Regions from separate parts of the Anas platyrhynchos genome. Here region 2 is linked to region 1. A link is a contact called in public Hi-C data. All regions are on one chromosome and are shown on one strand. The core of a region is the stretch at or near the end of the contact, and the rest is flanking DNA. Distances in the headings are between cores, read along the strand shown.

Region 1 (6,809 bases), core at 1,304-3,803:
AAGATACATCCAAAGCACCTACCTTTTGCAGATTTCTTCACCCATGGCTCTGAAGCAATCAGTTACTAATAACTTCCACTTGAAATATGCTCTGGGTTACAGATTTGTTAACTTCAAGAACTTCATTTTTTAACCATCTTTTATAGCACAAGGAATTCCAGATATATGTGTACGTGCATCATGATTACTTAAAAGTAGCATTATATAAAGTTTACTGAGATTTTGCAGTTCACTTTCACATATATTGTGGTAACCCCATGGATAACATCTCAGTTTTATGACTAAAACTGGAAGAAGAACTGCTCAAGGAAAAGTTTTACATTTCTTCACCACATTTATGAAGTAGCAGGTATTTCTAGATGCAGATACAAGCTATCCATTTCTTTTCCAGTGTTTGTGCATTGCTTTTCTCACACTATTTTACATATTTCTTTCCCTTGGGTGCGGTGACATTGGTAAATCGTTTGTACTGGAAAAGCCCAGCAGCTCTGTCGGTGTTTATTGGTGTCCAAAATTCCTCATAACAAAAGCTATGGTTTAAGTCCCATTTTGAATTGCAAAACATGATGCATTTAATTACAAAACATATTGTAAATTAGGCAAAGCGACTTGATCCTTCATATTAAGTTCCTGAGGAGCTTAGTTGTTACTGCTTTTTTTGCTTGTTTGTTTTGTAATTTGTGTTGTTGTTATTGTTACTGTGTTTCTTTGGTTGTTTGGGTTTTGTTTGTTTTTCACAGAATCACAGAGTGGTTGAGGCTGGAAGGGACCTCCAGAGATCATTTAGTCCAACCCTGCTGCTCAAGCAGGGTCACCTTGGCCACTGTTATAAATGAGGTCTCAACTCAATCTGAATTTTGTAATATTTATAAAACAAATATTTCTAAAAGGTATAAAAGGCAAGTAAACAGTGCTGGGTGTGCAGGGAGTCAACGCTCCACCAACACGCACACACGAACATCAAACATTCTAAATATACAGAACATTGCTTGACATACTAAACCCGAGTATGCCTATACATACGTACAATCTGGAAAGGTAACAAACAATCCTGTAAGTTCCATGACTTAACAGTCTCCATTTTCCATTCCTTTTGAACAACGTGTCTCGCTTCAAGTTGTCAAGCAACTCGGTCTTCAGGCCTTATGTATCCCGTTCTTCCTGGATCAAAGAAAAGCACATCCATCTCCTTTTCAAGGCCAATAGGGCCTGGGTCAAAAGGCACATTCAGGTCATCAGGGGGCGTAACAGCAAAAGCCTTCGATGGCTCTGGCAGCAGAGAGGCCGATGACGATGGCGTAGCAGTCGGATCAGTAAAGGAGCCCGCAGCTCCCTCACTGTCTGGCAAGCCACATGTTTGTGATTGTGGCTCCACAGGGCTCTTTAAGGCCTCAGAGATTTCTCGCCAGATGCCGAGCAATCCCACTGCAACCTTGTCGTTTTTAGTTGCAGAGTCCCACACCTTGACCTCAGTTTGATCCCGTATTTCAGGCTCGTGAACTGTCCGATTGTTAAGAAGGAGAATAAGCTGTAAGGTTACCAGGACAGTCTTTGTTCCTAAGGATGTATGATTCCCCACAATGCGCAGCTGCTTACCAGTGAGAGGCAGTGGTGTGCACAGGTCCACTTCTCTCAGCTTGAGCTTTTCTCCAGCTCCAGTGCGCTTATTCCCAGCGACTTTCTGTACGAGCTTCTCTGAGCAGTTTGCTGAGTTTGGTGAACCTATCTTCATGAGGCAAAGTGCCTGCTCCCGTCCTGGTCTCCATTCTGCCAGCCTGTTCCTCTTAACTTCATTTTCCTGCTTCTTTATTGATGATGTAACTTCATCGTGTTGCCTTTTTTTTTTCTTCTTTTATCTTGAGGGCAGTTTCCCCTCTTATACCCTTCTCTCCACAGCAGTTCTTTTCAAAACAACTTTTCATTGGTCAAGCAACTTTGAACGTAACAACAACAGCAAACACCCAGAAACATCCACGCCTTAACGGCTGGAGAACAAGAGAACCAGCTGGAGAACAAGAAACCCCAGGCTGCATGGAGTCTCCTGAACCACCCTTCTTTGTTCCCTCTAAACTCTTTTATATTCCTGATGGCCTCGTCGTTAAGAGTCTAATGTTATCTCAACCCCGGGGCTTTCCAACCCCCATGGCCACATTCCCAAATCTCCCCCTTCTTTATTAATATCAACCATTTTCTTGACACGAATGACCACTCCATATATAACAGCCACGTTACACAGGTTTTTACCAAAAACAGGAAAATAATATCACACTGAGGGAAACATCATTAGAAAATTTGACCCAGACTATATATATATATTAGCAAATATTGTGTTTTATCAACTACAAGACAAATCTTCCCCAGCCACCAGCCCCTCCCCCACGGCTCCCAGGCCCCTTTTCCCTTGAGCCTCCCATCCCCCGGGGTTCCGCACTTTCGTCACACCCCCGCGTCACTGTGGCCACCACGCCACCGACTGTTGTCGCCTCAGAGCGTTCCGCCCGCCCCACCCCGCCACCGCCGGTAGCACGGAGCTTCACCGCGCCTCGGGGGCTGCGGGTTCCCCGTCCCGAGAGCTGAGGCGAATCTGCCGAGCTCCGGCAGCCGGGCCGCCCTCTGCTCGGCCAGCGGAAGAGGAAGCGTCGCCATTTTGTTTCGGGTGATGGCGACCGTGGTGCTGTGGAGCTGGAGAGTTTAGCGCGGGCCCGGCCTCCTGGGGGACTCGCTTCTCGGACAGTCGCTGTTGCTGCGAGTTTCCTCCTCCCCGCTGCGTCCCCCGGTGATGTACGGAGGGGTCGGGGGCTCTCGCCGGAGCGCAGAAGAGGCAGGCCCGCCGCCCCTCATGTTGTTGTCAGGCGGGGCAGCGGTCCCCGGGCCCCCCGGAGGAGGTGGAGGAGGAGGAGGTGGAGGTGGGAATAGCCGTGTGGAGCTGCTGGTGTTCGGCTATGCCTGCAAGCTGTTTCGAGATGATGAGAAGGCTCAGTACCAGGAGCAGGGGCGACACCTTATTCCTTGGATGGGAGACCCCAAGATCATGATCGATAGGTCGGTGTACCACAACCCCCAGACTCTGCTGCGAGATCTCCTGTTATAGCCTCTTTCTGTTCCTCCCCTTGTGCTGTGGGCAAGCGAGGGCGGGGGATGAGCAATGGAGGGCTCGCTCTGGCCGATCGATGTGTGGGGATCTTCACTGGCAGGCTTGGAGGGCTGCTCCTCCTGCTAGGGTGCTTTGAGTGCTGCTGTTGTAAGGCTGACATCCTCCAGGCAACGGGAACTTGGGGTTCCCCTCTCTGGCAGCGTGGGGAGGTACCCCTCCCTCGGGCATCCAGTGTGCATTGTGTCTTCCTCTTCCACTTGCTAGGATAGGGTTTGTGGAGTGGAGAACGTGAAGGTTTTGCACCTTTTCAGTGCAAACCCCTACTATTGTCTATCCTCACATGGAAACCAAGGAAGCCTTATTGCATTGGAATGCTGATAGGTAGCTTTCTGCATTCTCTAAGCAACTAGAGCGTAGGGCAGGGAGCGAAAAGGCATTTACCCATTTATCCTTAGGGAAAGTGGGGCTTCCATACTTATCCTGTGTAGTCTGACTGCAAGTTGTTGACGTGATACCCAAAGAGCAATTCATGGTCTAATTACATTTTCCTCGTGCCATGCGTTAATGTATGTTAGTGGCAGAGTGGGTCTCATTAGGGGTGTTTGCTCCTCACATTTAATGGCAGAGGTGGCTTTTTAGGTTGTTTTGCAGTACATACAGGTTTATGGCCAGAAAGTATAACAGAATTTAGTGGTTTGGTTTTTCTTCTGGTCTCTTAAGAAGTCTCACTGGTTCAGGATGGGGTTTAGAAATAATTTATTCAGAAAGAATCTTTTGAATATACATCTGGAGAAAGAAAATCAGAAGTCAGGTTGGGTATATGTCAGTGGAGCAATGAAAGTACTATTTAAGAGGAGTTGTGGCTGATCCTGAAAAATTCAGTGGAAAGATGGAAGGGTTTTGGGTTGAAAAGGATCACATGACATACTATACATATTTGTTCCCCCAATTTCATCATTGGTGTGATGCTAAGCATGATTTTTCTTGTTCCGATTCAACAACAAAAAAAAAAAAAGCGTGAAAAAAAATCCATAAGAATGCAGGGAAAGGAGATGTTCTTGCACTATTTTGGATTCTTACAGTTTAATTAGTTAAATTGCAATAAATACAAAAACATGAGTAAAAAATAAGTTATTTTATATTTTACTTACATGAGAAGTGTTATAATGCACACTTCTAAGGGCAACTCACTTGTATGGCGTATTTCATTAGGAGGTAGAGGCCATTTTTGTGGTTCTGTACAGCAGTAACCCAGTTTATTGTAATTACAGAAATTGTTGGGAGCAAAAATGAAGTATGTGCATGCACATCCATACATACAATACTAAAAAGTTCAAATAACAAACATTTGTAAGTTAAGGAAGCTTGTATTTACTAATCCTATAAACTCCTTTGGAAGCTTAGATTCTTTTTATCTCCAGCAGCAGTCTTCATTTTCACCATTTTGAGAAAAGCACATTGCTATGAGAAGACATGGGTTGAAGTTTGCCTGTGGACAGAGCTTGATTAACCAGACCTACGTGTTTCATTAACTTTGCTATTAGAATATTTACTTTCTTTGTTTTTGGTCTAGCAAGTTGGCACAAGTCAAGAGTTGTGTGTGGGAAGACACCTCAGCGGAGTGGAGTTTACTGTCACTTTTCAATCAGTTTCTTTTACTGATGCATAAACATTATCCTGATGCAACGCTTTTCTTGCAAATAAAATTTTCTGCTTAGTAGAAAGGAAGTGTACGTCATTGATCTTAGCCGTTTTTACGGTGAACCTCCTTGAATTGCATGTATATGTTACTGTTCCTATGTATGTGTGTCTCTCTATCACATAACCCAGAACTTATTTCCTCAGCCAAATGGCTAGGGGCCGAGCCTAGCCATGATTTTACCTCCAATGGACGCAAGTTTCTATGGTGAAGATATCTCCTGAGAGTTCGGGACTAGCAGAAAGAAGCGAGGAAATTTCGACCGTTTGGTTCTTACGGATAGGTATTTATGTATTCGGGTTTGTGTGAATGTAAGCTATTTGACTTTCCAGAAAAACATATTTTGCAAGTGACATTGATTGGTTGGTTGAACCACGTACGGTAAGAGCTGTTAAGGAAATGGATCCCACTTAAACTATTAAAGGATACCTTTGCCTTTAATTGTAATAATTTATTAGTTTCTTTGAGAGGAATCTAGCCTATTAAACAAATTTTCAGTAGTTGGTGACAAATGATTAGCAAAATTAAACGTAACTTCTAAAAGGAAATATGCTTTAACGTATAAGTATTTTTTTTTCATTTTTAATGGGTAAGTATTTAAGTAGTCGCATAAACTCAAGCCCTAAGTTTTTTTCATTGACCAGCTTTTTCATCTTGCAGGTATGATGGGCGTGGTCACCTGCATGACCTTTCTGAATATGATGCTGAATATTCCACGTGGAACAGAGATTATCAGTTGTCTGAAGAGGAAGCTAGAATAGAAGCCCTCTGTGATGAAGAGAGGTATTTAGCCTTGCATACGGACTTGCTTGAGGAGGAGGCGAGGCAAGGTATTGCTCAAGGAAACTTCCTGAGTTAGCATGTTTAAATAAATAATTTTGAAATTAATTAAATTTACTCCTACTTATTTTATACTCTCTTTTTTTTCTGATGTTATCTTGACAGTATCCAGTGGATTCGAAAAGCGGGAGTCTTTGCGTATGTGAGAGGACCACAGGATAGTTTAAATATAGATCCACACAGAAACTGCCCTGATTCTGAGGGCAGACTGGGATTTCAGACACCCACCCTACCCCCCAAAAAAACAACAGAATAAACACACCCTGCTTCTTTTTCAGTGTTGTATAACTGAAAGTCAGTGTTCTTCTGTGAATAATCATGTTAGAATGTCTTAACCCTCAGCCTTTATCTCTTTAGGGAGACATAAATGGTCAGCATATTTACATGCTGTCTTTTTCTATTCAGTTTTAAATGAAAGTTAAAACAGGTGAAAACGTCTCATCTAAAAACTTAAGTAAGAATCATTTTTTTTTTCTTTTTTTAAAAAGCATTAGCTTTAATATATCTTGTATTAATTGATAATTGTATTTTTGTTCAAGAGGAGGAATATAAAAGACTGAGTGAAGCTTTGGCAGAAGATGGTACCTATAATGCAGTGGGATTCCGTTATGGCAGTGATTATTATGACCCTTCAGAACCCACTGAGGAGGAGGAACATCAGCCCACAAAACAAAGAGGTGAGGAGTTAAAAACAGTGAGGGTTAATTAAGAGGAAGCACCTCTGTCTCCCATGTAGTTCAAGATTGAAAATCTTTGACGTTTTTACACACATTTTAATGCAATAGTATTTCAGTTTAAGTAGAGGTTACATTTTTATGGAAGTTTGTTACTAAGTTTTTGTGAAAACTTCCTCTTGACATGTTAAAATATTTTCCTGATAAACCATGGTCAATACTGCAGTAATCAGGATCAGAAGTTTAATTCTGCTGTCCTGCAGGTTCTTAATCATAAAAACTCTTGTATTTCATCACATGACAATATTTTACCGCTATGTTTCTTGGTCAAGAAGGAAAAGATCACTAGAAACAAACAAACAAAACAATAATTAACTGTAGTAGAATTTTTAGATTTAGATTTCGCCACCTTAGTAATTACAAACAAGACCGTTCTCAGTGTAGTATGCTTTTCTTTGTGATCTTAAATGCACAGTTCAGGTTCTCACGCTCCCATCTTTAA
Region 2 (6,889 bases), core at 3,421-5,920, 490 kb before region 1:
AACATTAAATACCTGAGTCAGCCTTAAGAGTAAGATTTTTTTATCTGTCATTTGGTTAAGCCATATCTAGAGGCAGCCTCAGTCAGTTCCACATGCATTTCACTTTCACATTTGGTTGCAATGACATGAATGACAGACAAATTGGCCGACTGCAATCTGTTGAAAGATTTAAGGACTCCCTACCTTGAACATCAGCACTTGAAAGACACTTGACTTGTCAACCTCTGTTCTTTATGTTCTTAAATCATCACTTACCTAGTATACGGCTTATTCACTAACTCTTCAACATAAGTGACACACCTTTTCACAAGCACACGGCTCAACCAAGATCGAGTTTCGCATAAAGGTATTCCTTCTCCTAGGCCTCTCCTCCATAGTATAAGCAGTATCACCAAAAAAATACCTGATATAAAGCAGACAAGAGGCTGTAGCTGCATGCTGAGAGCAGAGGTCTTGCACACCATCCTATTCCCACCCTGAGAATGCAGCAGGTGCCTCCCTGCTCTCTCTGTATGATGGACATTTCCTTTAAAATCTGTCCAGAGAAATTACAGGACAAATAATTGTACCGAAGTTATTATTGATACAAAAACCACATCTGAGGGACTGCAAATACTAGATTTACAGCAGTCCCTGCAAACTGCAACTTAACTCCCTTGTACTCAACGCACTCCCATATTACTCAGCCAACTGGATGGCATAAAAGGAAGCAACGTTGACGATACTGTAAATCTTTATGGTTGCCTGTACCAAGTAACTCATTACCTTTGTTATACAAGTAACCCTTTACTTGTGTAATGACTACTTATGTGTTTTAAAACACTCTAGAATCACTTCTTTTATCCAGTCCAGAGAAAAGGAGGCTGAGAAGTGACCTGGATGCTCTCTGCAGCTTCCTGAGGAGGGAAAGCAGAGAGGCAGGCGTGGCTCTCTGCTCCCTGAGGACAGGGCGTGTGAGAACAACACAAAGCTGCACTTGGGGAGCTTTGGACTGGCTACTATGGAAAAAATTATTCACCATGAGGGTGGTCAAACATTGTAACAGACTTCTTAGGTGGATGATGCCCCATGCATGCACGTTCAAGAGATATTTGGACAATGCTCTCACTAATATGCCTTAACTTCTGGCTAGCCTTGAAGCAGTCAGGCAGTTGGACTGAAGCACCTTCATGGGTCCCTCCTAACTTCATTATTCTATTCTATATAAAACGCCTGTCTTTAGAAAGGCTAATTATTATATCACATCTCCCATGTTAAAGTCAAAGCCTTCCAAGCCTTTTCTCTTTAAGTACTTGTCAGAGAATTTCAGATTCCAGAAGTATTGTTCTAGATGTCAGCCATCTAAAGGTACAAAGATCTCTCCTGACCTGGAACATGAGGTGTTTCAGTTTCTTCATACAGCATCAGGGTTTCAAGAATTCTTTTATACTAAAGTAGCAAGTATTTTCTCTCACTGAAGAGGTTCTCCTTACCAAGGAGATTTATCAGGCAGCTTTGGCAGGTCAATCATTAACATGAATTTAGTAGCATTACTGTACAACACAGAAAAAACGTCATAAGATAACCAACTATATGAAATAATGCTTTTATGACATGGAAAACAAAGCTCTTCTTCAGGAAGTTCTGTGTTTGAGTGAAGGACAATGTGAAAGATTAACTCAGGAAAAAAGGCAGCCAGTAATATTTTCCCATTTCTGAAAAGGTTCCTTTTGTATTTTTCCATATTATCCCAATTCTCTCCATTTTAACTATTTTGACTTTGTGGTTGTTCACTCATTCCTCAATAGTCTGTGGGACAATAACTAAATGCACAGAAACAAATTACAAAAATCAGTGCAGTTCTGTTCAAGTTACTGTTCCTTATTTACAAGAAAAAAGCTACAATCAAGTGCAATCTAGTCTAAGCACTTTTAAAAGTTTAAGATTCCCTCAGTAACACTCAAGAGTAATAAGATAAAAAGAATGTATTTAGAATGATTTACCTATCAAACAGGAAAAATGGATTTTAACATACACCTCTACATCAGTTTAAGCATTCGAGACAGCAATTTTTGTGTTATGAAGGTTGCACCCCAACCTTGAGATCTAAAATATCATGCTAAAGCAGGGGTTTACATTTTACCTCTTCTTTGAGACCGTTTAACAATATAAAAAACATTGAAGCAATTTTTATTAAACAGCCCTTTAAAAGACCACACGTTTTTAATACCTAACACTAGCTAAATGTGCTGAACACAGTGTCTGAATGCAGATCCTACAGCTCTTGTAAAGTCATTTTAAGGTGCTCTTGTATCCCTTAACATCAAACCATTGAAGACCTGGAAAATATTCTAGAGAATCATTGCTATATACTTGCCCTGCTTTTCTTTTCTTCCCAAAATATCTATTATTGACCACTGCTATATGCAGCATATTGGACCAGAGAGAGCCTTTTTTTTTTTTTTTTTTTTTTAAATTTTAATCTTATATTAATTTGGGCTAAAGAATACCCCAAACCAGTTTGGGATATGACCAACTATCAATCGTATTTGAGAAATGTATCTGGTAACTGAGATTTCTAAAGCTGAAGCAAGTTCATATTGGCCTGCATAGCATAGTTTAAAAACATTGAAATAAGCCCCTTGAAGCAGACAAATACAACTCAGGTTCCCATCTTCTGAAAAAGGCATGATTTTTTTTCTAGCAGGGAAGTAGGACAATGCAGTATTACCTGAACGATCTGCATGTCTACAACAGTTTCTCAGGCAATTATTTTAGCACTGTTTAACTACCAAATACCAGATATTGACGGAAGGATCAAAAAAAAATATGGTAATTTTATATCTTAATGAACCATAAGCACTGACAAGTAACATTTCTTTTTCTTTGTAAAGACATAGGAAAATCTAGGTAAACATTACCACGTCTGGTGACAAAACTTGCTTGCTGTCAGTTAAAATCCACAAGCATAAATAAGGTCTTGCAAACTTAAGTTTCTTCTAGAAGCAGCACCATGTTTAATTAAATAGTGTGTGCACTGGCTGAAGTATTAGCATCTCAAACTTTATTTGTGTGGCACATCACGTCTTTGCCAAAAACACAGCAGATGAAGCTGACGTGAAAAACATAACCAATGCAATACAAAATAACATTATTTTAAGGGGAAGAGGTAAGATTCAGTAATTCCTTAAGATTCTGCAGGCCCAGACCTGTTTAAAAATGACAATATAGAAGCTCTACCCTTCACTGAATGCTTTAATCAAATAAAACGTGATGAACTACAATAATAAGATTGAAACGCTATGGAAAATAGGCAAATAAACGTTAATTGCTGATCAATTTTTTTTTTTTTTTATATTTAAGATAAAGAGGCAAAATGGAAATAATTACTTCTACAAATTCCCTGTGCAAATCAAGTTTTACAGAGCCCACCTCTTGTGACACACAACTTTTCAAATCTTCATGTCAACGGTGAACTTTTAAGTGATAAAACACGGACTCTTCTATAGCTGTTGACTTCACTTGATGTTAAAGGACTTCCTTCTAGGTATAAGGAAGCTTCAGTTTCAAGTCTTAGATCTATTCATTAATTCTAAACTTAACTACGTTGATGAACATATGACGCAATTCAGCAATACTGACCTTAGTGTTTAGACTTAAAGCAGTAATTTTCTGCAGCAATGCTTTAGTTAAAGAAATAGCCTCCTGCAGTAATGTTTTTAGATATCAAATACTAAAGCGGGCCAAAAAAATATACATACAGTAAAAACCTTCAACTACAATAAAAAAAATTGTAACAATTTACTTATTTTTAAAATATATACACACAGCCCACTGTTGCTTCCCCTCCATCAAAAGGAAGTGTACTTGTTTGGCATTATAAAACAAACACAGATCACCACTTACTGCTTCCTCTTTCTGGGAAGCAACTACCACTACTGAAATTTGGTGCATATTCCCATAACCTGGCCATGTTTATAAACAGGAAACAGAAGAAGGGTTGAAGTATACATGAAAGAAAATGCTCATTTCTTTGGCACTGCTCCGATATATCTTTCCTGGTAAAGATATTGTGCTCTAATGACCTTGCATGCCAATTTATCCCTTTGGAGAGAAGAGTGAAGCTTTGGACCTTGCAAAACATATTTTTATTATCTGGAAAATATGAACTTAGAGCTTCAAGACAAACGAGCCCCAAACCTTCACACAGCTCAGCACAGGCCAAGTTGTATGCGTATGTGGCGTTTAGGAATTATCACAGAAATTCCTGCGTACTTTCAATTACGCAGGAGAAGTTAAAGAAGGACCCCGAGAGGGGCCCTTCAATTACTCCCCGAGAGGTTAAAGAAGGGCCCCAAAGCCAGCCACACCGACAGATTAAAGGGCCTCAAGGCCACCAGGTCAACCCCCGCGTTCCTCCTACGCGGCGCCGGCCCCGCGGAGACCCGGGGCCGCGCCCGAGGCGCTTCCTCAGCGGCCGCGGCGGTAACGGCCAGGGCAGCCCCCGCCTCCCTCACCTCCTGCAGGTCGGCCAGCCGGTCCTTCATTCCTGCGGCCCCTCAGCCTTCCCTCAGCTCCTCTCTCGGAGCCGTCAGCACCCGGCCCGGCCCGGCCCGGCCCTGCCCTGCCCGCCGCGGGGCCGCCCCTCAACCGGCTCTGCTCAGCCACCCTCCCACCCCCCGCCCCACCTCACGGCCGCCGCCACCCGCACCGCTCATGCGCCCCGCAGAGGGGCGGAATAGAGGGGAAAATGGCGCGCGGCTCCGCGCAGGCGTCCTCGCGCTGCTGACGGCGCGGCGGGGCTGAGGTAATCAAAATGGCGACTGTGCCCCGCGGGGTGGCGGTGGGGATGTAGTCACGGCGGGCGCTTTGAAGGGCAGGGAGGGGCGGTGGGCCTGCAAGGGAATACTAAGGAGAAGAGCTGGAAAAAATTGTTACGTGGTTATGTGCCTTTTTTTTTTTTTTTAATGAATGTAATCCTCTGGTGTACAATGTGGATAGACTGCAGACAGGCTTCTTAAAATTTCATGTTTAGTTACTGAGAGGAGGCTGAAAGAATTTTAGTAGATAAGGTAGACTAACGAGCATGTGAAAGGAAGCTAAAAGGATTTCAGTAAATAAGACAGGTAAGAGACACGTACTATATCTTCCGCTACCTATTGTGCAAAGAAACTGTGGCAGGAAATTCTGGGATTCCTCACGAAAAACAGTTCCTGATAGAAAACAGGAAACACATTTCAAGAACCAACTGAAACTGAATATGCAGTTTAAGCAGAAGCTGAGAAGCTTATGAGTCTGTGCTGAGATGAGAGGTCAACTAGCAGTGACGAGGAAGACTCACTAATCTTCATCACCATGACCCCCAGCGACCACTACCAGAATACACTGCACAAGCGTGGCTAGGAGGAATCTATTAAAATGACTCCCTGGAACTAATTTTAATACAAAGTGGGGGTAGGTCATGCATATGTATAGGCATCTCAAGAAACTTCATGCATATGTAACTCTTCACCACGTATAACCCAGGCGAGTGCCGTGTTGGGGTGCGCACGACTTCGGTGGGACTACCCTCTGTGCTGCCCAGTGCTGAATAAACACACCTACTTTACAATCTTACTGATTGTGGAGTTTGCTTTCTGCACGTCATTACCAAAAGCAGACAGACTGCATCTCCCACTGTTGCTACTTCTGCTGGCCAGGTTTAGGCATCCCACTGTCCCTGCGGTTTTAAGCCACAGCTTGGGGTCACCCATGAAACAGCTATGAAGGACCCATATCATGACTGGAAATGTAAAAAGGCAAGCTGCACGTTTGGGTCACAAGGTGGTCAGTTGACTTCTTTTAACTCTTAGGCCAAAAAGGGTTGAGAAACACTGTGTTTTATTAATGTTTAGGTCTCCACTACAACACCAAAACCAGTGACTGCAAGGGCTCACAGGATAAGGAACTCACCAATGTGCTGAATAGATGCAACAGCAGGCCTTAAGGGCCTGAGAGCTTCTAGGAAATAAATCATGGACATTTTATAGAAGGCAGAAGGTCTTTAGTAGTGGTGTGGTTTTGTCCATAGGTGCTTGCTATCAAGTACCACTTCAAACTATAATTATCTGTAATTATTAGTATATACTCATAATTATTAGTATCCTGGTTCTAGTGTATATAAACTTTATTTCCAACATTATTTGTTGAGCAGCAACTGTTTCTAAAAATGTCACTTTTGGATACTGAGTATAATAATCCAATACTATTTATATATTTTATGTATTTAAATAATTTTGTTCCAGTGTTGGATGAGGAATTTAAACTTGGCATTGTAGAGGCATTGTAAACTGCTTCGATGACAGTAAGTTGCTGAATTTCGTTCTCTGAAAAAATTCAGATCTGCATCTGCTCTTCACCATTGACTTAGTAAATGCTTATTTTCCAAGAGTATAGTCTGTTAATGAAACTTGGAGTAAGACATGCTTTTTCATTTTATGTCAGCTTTACATGGTTAAAAAAAAAAATGAAAATTGACTTTCAAATGCATATTTTGATTGAATTTTAGTACTGTGTGATCCATGTTACCTATTCATGCTGAAAGTGACTAATTTCCTCTTAAAATCTTTTCAGTGTAATTTCCTGTGTCGCCTTGAACATCAGCATGTAGACCTCCATTCCTGCTTGAGCTCGTATTCCAGATACTTTTCTACCAGTGGGAGGTATACTTTCTCTGCATTGCTTGCTAGCATATATTGTTGCCTTCTTTTACAGTTTACAAAATGGTTTTTCTTCTTACTGATAAAGCAGTTCTAAAATATGATACTGTTGGAGCTATTTATCTCCCATAATAGTACCTTTTGTACCAATCCTCATTTGTCCTTAAATAACTTAGTAATAAAGGTTGTCTTTTACTTTAAGTAAATCTTTT

The links. Hi-C and Micro-C count contacts between places; a contact is called where the count stands out from the background.
Region 2: a Hi-C map of liver shows a contact between it and region 1, with 3 times the contacts expected there. The contact joins the promoter of STX2 here to the promoter of SFSWAP in region 1. A contact is called at or near these places in 2 of 8 Hi-C or Micro-C datasets (liver and subcutaneous adipose tissue).

What each region holds. Positions count from the first base shown.
Region 1 is chr16:12,978,985-12,985,793 of IASCAAS_PekinDuck_T2T, reverse strand. It overlaps SFSWAP (splicing factor SWAP), which reads left to right and starts at 2,553. Exons shown (of 19, transcript XM_005018083.6): 1 at 2,553-3,042; 2 at 5,454-5,623; 3 at 6,173-6,310. The coding sequence starts at 2,780.
Region 2 is chr16:13,474,502-13,481,390 of IASCAAS_PekinDuck_T2T, reverse strand. STX2 (syntaxin 2) reads right to left here and starts at 4,670. Exons shown (of 11, transcript XM_027470141.3): 1 at 4,497-4,670. The coding sequence starts at 4,526. It overlaps RAN (RAN, member RAS oncogene family), which reads left to right and starts at 6,601. Exons shown (of 8, transcript XM_027470142.3): 1 at 6,601-6,680.